Linked DNA regions of Rattus norvegicus: region 1 is linked to region 2. A link is a contact called in public Hi-C data. All regions are on one chromosome and are shown on one strand. Each heading gives the region's core, a stretch centred on a gene start, on an enhancer-like site or on the middle of the called end of the contact. The rest is flanking DNA. Distances are from core to core; before and after follow the strand shown. Region 1 holds the start of Gtsf1l (gametocyte specific factor 1-like). Region 2 holds the start of Srsf6 (serine and arginine rich splicing factor 6).

Region 1 (2,700 bases), core at 197-2,696, 150 kb after region 2:
CTAGGCAAGCGCTCTACCACTGAGCTAAATCCCCAACCCCCAAACACTTTTACCCAATGAGTCTTCCTGCCATTCCTTCCAAGTCCTTCCTTTGTTCCTCTGCTGTCCCCCTCCCCTCTCGGAGACAAGGTCTCCTTTAGCTCAGGTTGGCCTTGACCTTGATATGACCTTGTATGCTGGGATTATGGATGTGTGCCTCCATATCCAATTTACATGGTGCTGGGGACCAAATCCAGAGCTTCATGTGTTTATGGCAAGTGATCTGGCAACTGGGCTACATCCTCAGTCCTTAGTTCCTGCTCTCTTTTCGGTTCATGTTTTTCTCTATCCATCTATCCATTCATCCATCCCTCCCTCCCTCCCTCCCTCCCTCCCTCCCTCCCTCCATCCGTCTATCCAGGCTACTAGGTCTTAGTGTAGGCAGTTCCAAACTTAAAACCCTCATGCCCCAGCTTCCTGCATGCTACAGTTTCTTACAGCGCCAGCACACCTGGCATCATTCCTCATTTTAAGTACACAGTGTTAAAGAAATATTTCTACCCCTTCCTCAATCTGTGCATTTTTCTTTTATTTATTTATTTATTTATTTATTTATTTATTTATTTATTTATTTATTTTTATATGCAAGTTTGTTGTCACACACCAGAAGAGGGCATCGGATCCCATTACAGATGGTGGTGAGCCACCATGTGCTTGCTGGGATTTGAACTCGGGACCTCTGGAAGAGCAGTCAGTGTTCCTAACCGCTGAGCCATCTCTCCGGCCCCTGTGCATTTTTCTAATTGTTTAGTAATTACAAATTGAATCATCCACGGATGATTTACCAGTGTCTTTTTAATTTTTTTTTTAATTTTGTGTGTGAGCATTTTTCCTGCATGTGTGCAAGTGCACCGTGTGTGTGCCGAGCCGGAAGAGGGCTCTGGATCTTCTGGAACTGGAGTGACAGACAGCTGTAAGCCACCACGTGGGTGCTGGGAACTGAACTCGGGTCATGTGGGAGAGCAGCAAGGGCTCAACCACTGAGACATCTCACTAGTCCTCGATTTACCAAAATTTCAAGTTACTACTTTACCCTTGCTGGATCATGTGCAGCTGTCTTTTAATCCACCAACCCTCCTCCCTCCCTCCCTTTCTTCCTTTTAGTGCTGGAGACTGAACCTAAGGTCTTACACACATCCTCAACCTCTTTGCATTTTAAACCTTGTTTTACTGCTATTGCTTTTTATGAAGCTGAGTTAGGGTTTTATAAAGATATTTTGGAGGCGTGTAACACAACTAATTTAAGCTTATTCCCAACTAGCTTACACATAGATGAGACTCAGTTTGTCGTTATTTTACTTGGCTTTGATCCCCAGCAGTGTCCCCAGATACCTGCTGTTTCTCTTGGCTCATGGTCCATCTCCTCTCATGGTGCCTTCTCTCTCCCATTGTGGTCTCTCCTCTCTCCCTCTCCTGTTTCCACCCCCCAGCCAGGTAACTCAAAACCCACCTACCTCTAATCCTTCCAGTAATTGGTTGTAGCCATTTTTATTTAACCAGTGGTTTTAAATTAAGGGACAAGGTTTTGCACAAGAAAAGCTGGTAACGATGAGAATTCACTCATAGGCCAGACCTTTGGGTTCAGAATTTAGCATTGTGGGGTTGGGGATTTAGCTCAGTGGTAGAGTGCTTGCCTAGCAAGCGCAAGGCCCTGGGTTCAGTCCTCAGCTCAAAAAAAAACAAAACAAAAAAAAAACAAAAACAAAAACAAAAAAACCCCACAAACAAACAAAAAACAAAAACAAAAACAAAAACAAAAAAACCCCACAAACAAACAAAAAACAAAACAAAACAAAAACAAAAACCAAACAAACAAAAACCCAGAATTTAGCATTGTAACACACAGCAACAGATCAAACCTCAACAGAAGACTGGAGAGATTACTCAGTACTTAAATACGTCTGTTCTTTCAGATCCAACGCCCTCATGAGAGCTCACAGTTGTCTATTACACCAGTTCTAGAGGAGCTTGGTGCCCTCTTCTGGCCTCCGTAGACTCCTGCATGCATGTGAGCTTCTCAAAGGAGGCAGGGCAGACTAGGACTTACATAAGGGATGGAAAGGGGTACTGAAGGGAGAGCTCTAACTCTGATCTAAAGGCCTCCCTGGACCTCACTGCTCTTGTCATTTTGTATCGTTGAGATTTCCTTCTGTTTCTCCTCTTGTGGGTGCCGGGAATCGAACTGGGGTCCTCTTGCTTCTAGAATCTGCACCTGCCTCTGCTATTCTGGCTTAGCTTGCTTCTTACCCCTGCTTAGGGAACCACTGTCCTTCTGATTCAAGTTCAGCTTCCTGAACTTCCTTTTGACTGACCGGCCGGCCACCGTTAGTGCCATCACACTCTAATTTCACTTCTTTTGACCTTAAAGATTTATTTTATTTATATGTGTCTCCGTGTAAGTGTATACTGTGTGTATGTGGCGCCCTCAGAGACCAGAAGCAGGTGTTGTAGGAGGTTGTCAGAGCCTGCTGTGGGTTCTCTGTATGAGCAGCAAGGGCTCTTAGCTGATGACCCTGTCTTCTAGCACCCACTTTTATTTATTAAGATTTATTTTATTAGTTTGTGTTTATGAGTGTCTTGCTTTGCTTGCATATATGTAGGTGGACCAAGTGTGCACCTGGTGCTCTCAGAGGTCAGAGAGGGTGTTGGATCTTGGAGGAC
Region 2 (2,700 bases), core at 84-2,583:
TTGTTCCTCCTTCTACCTTGTGGGTTGTAGAATCGAACTCGGGTCCTCCGGCTTGGCAGCAAGCACCTTTCTTTACCTGCTTCGGTCTTCTCACCACTCACAAATAAAATTTAACACGTTTTAAGAAATTGACAATTTGATAAAAGGAAACTTAAGTATTGAATTCATTCTGTGTTCCATGAATATTTTTTTAAGGCTGTGTACCTATATTTTTTCTAGTTCTAACTTAAGGAAGTTAGTTCTCTTCCCTCCAGATAATATTATTAACTCATCTCCTGGGTTGCTACTCTAATTGCCGGTCTGGCCCAGATAACAGAATCGCCTCTTCCCATCCTAGTTGAAAAGCCTGGGGCTGTGGAGATTCCGGGCAGAAAACAAATTCCTGAAGAACACGTACTAGCTCGGTTACAGTCTTTTCTCCCAGCTTCCATCACACTATGTCTGCTTTCAGTTTCCTTACCTCTCTAGCCAAAGCTTGGCCGTCCTTAATTTCCGAGTACTCCCAAGGCATGCTCCTATCGTAGTCAATTAACTTTACTCACGGAGAGGGGGAGACTGTGTTTTGTTTATCTACCTCTACAGCGTTAAATGTCACCTCCATAAACTCCTATGTGTGTGTTTCTGTTTCATATATAGTTTGCCTTCGGAGTCAACCAGGTTAAGGACAGTAAGGGTAGGGGTCGGGGGTTTTGGAGAACCACAAGGTCTGATTCCAAGCTTCCAGCGCCCGCCTGTTGGTGCATGGGGCCCACCCATAGTCCCTTTGTGAAGAGTCGCCGCGAGCGCGGGATTCAGAGCTGTCAGAACTCGGAGCAGAGTGAGGGACGCCACCGAGATCCGCCACAGCACTCCCCTGCGGGTCACTAAACCTCAGGGACAGATCCCAGGTCTCTGAGAAACTAAGGAACTGTCCGACTCCCAAGAGTCCTCTATACCCATCGAAACCAGCACGAGCTACCCGCTGAAAGGAAAGTGCAACCTCTTTTTCTTAGTACACCAATCAGAGAGCAAGATTGTCTAGACCGACTGCCCGGACAACCAATGAGAAATAGGATTTTGTTCTCCGCGTGCCCGGGCACAAGAACAGTTTATTAATGGGTACTAGTCAAAGGTCCCGGTCTCGGCTGTGTTCGGAAGAGGGTGCCGAGCACCAGGGGACATCAGGGAAGCGAGCTCGGCTCGCACCTAGCCCAGCACACGCTGCAGCCGCCCCAGCCCCTCTGGAGTGGAACGCGGCGCGGGAGAGGACGTGCTGCGCGCCGACGTCACGCGCCGCGCCCCGCCCCCGGTCACTTATAGCGTAGGCCAGCGCGCGCGCGCGCACCATTGTGTGGCTGACTCGGCCGCAGCTGCGGTGTGAGGCGCGTGTTCGGGCCTTCGCCGTCCCCGCACCCGCACCGCAGCCCCTGCCCCGCGGCCCGCCGCACCTCAGCTAGCCTCCGGGAGAACACCCACCACGGCCATGCCGCGCGTCTACATAGGACGCCTGAGCTACAACGTCCGCGAGAAGGACATCCAGCGCTTTTTCAGCGGCTACGGCCGCCTCCTCGAAATCGACCTCAAAAATGGGTGAGTCGGGTCTGGGAGGCCGCGCCCCGAGGCGGAGAGATCCCCCAAGGACCGAGTCGGCCAAGGCCGGGACGCCGCGTGGCAGGGCCTCTAAAATGGCGGCGGCGCCTCGAGCGCGCGCGGGGGAGGTCGCGGGAGCGCGCGGCGCCGGCTAACGACACGCCCGCCGGTGCGCGGCTCGCGCTCCGCCCCTCCTCAGGTACGGTTTCGTGGAGTTCGAGGACTCCCGTGATGCGGACGACGCCGTTTACGAGCTGAACAGCAAGGAGCTGTGCGGCGAGCGCGTGATCGTAGAGCACGCCCGGGGCCCGCGCCGGGACCGCGATGGCTACAGCTACGGAAGCCGCAGTGAGTCCTACCCCCGCGCGCTCCGCGTCCTGGGTACCTGGGGGGGACGGGGCGGGTGCAGTCACCGGGGTGGGCAGGGTGGGACCTCCCCAGCCCGGGCAGGCGCGGAGGCCGGGGGTTGTCGGCCCTGGGTGTTCCTAGGCTCCTCTACCTCCACGCATGCCCGGGTAGCCGTGGGACACCGGAGCGCGGGGAATGGGGTCGGATGGCCAGTTGACTTAAGTTTGGGAGGAGTGGCCTAAGTTGGCCCTCTGGCACTGACGTGGTTTCTGCCATTATTGAACGCGAGGGTTGGCTGTATTTGTACTATTCCCCCTTGCTTATCTGTCAGTGCTTTTAGCTAGCGTGGAGGAAGTTTTAAGGAAGGCTGGGGTGGAGGTGGGGCAGGGGGCGGGGAGAGGGGAGGAGCTTGAAGCCTAAGTCTTAGAGATGGGAGACTTGGGGGGCAAAGAAAGTGCCATTTTAAACTAAGTAATGTGGCATAGTACCACCAAGTAAATCTAAATAAGCTTTATGCTGTATCTGAACTAGTTGGCATGTTACTGGGAGGGGGTTGGGGGGATTTTGGTTATGTGAAATGTTTAATGTTGAAATTGTTGCATGTTGAATTCAAACTTTTTAACAAGTCCTTGATGTTTCAATTTGAAAGTGACCAATGGGGCTGAGGCTGTGTCCACTGAGGCTAAGATGACTGCCTTTCCTGATTGGCCTTGGCTTTTCCATACATTGTGTGACCCTTGCCCTATGACCCTTTGGCTGACCTTACCGGAAGCCATGACGACA

Evidence for each region. Hi-C and Micro-C count contacts between places; a contact is called where the count stands out from the background.
Region 1: a contact with region 2 is called in a Hi-C map of the A7r5 cell line, with 5 times the contacts expected there. The contact joins the promoter of Gtsf1l here to the promoter of Srsf6 in region 2. A contact is called at or near these places in 7 of 12 Hi-C or Micro-C datasets (the A7r5 cell line, the Rat2 cell line, Schwann cells and 4 more).

The regions. Positions count from the first base shown.
Region 1 is chr3:172,156,782-172,159,481 of GRCr8, forward strand. Gtsf1l (gametocyte specific factor 1-like) reads right to left here and starts at 1,447. Exons shown (of 2, transcript NM_001399371.1): 1 at 1,372-1,447.
Region 2 is chr3:172,007,739-172,010,438 of GRCr8, forward strand. It overlaps Srsf6 (serine and arginine rich splicing factor 6), which reads left to right and starts at 1,334. Exons shown (of 6, transcript NM_001014185.2): 1 at 1,334-1,569; 2 at 1,769-1,917. The coding sequence starts at 1,463.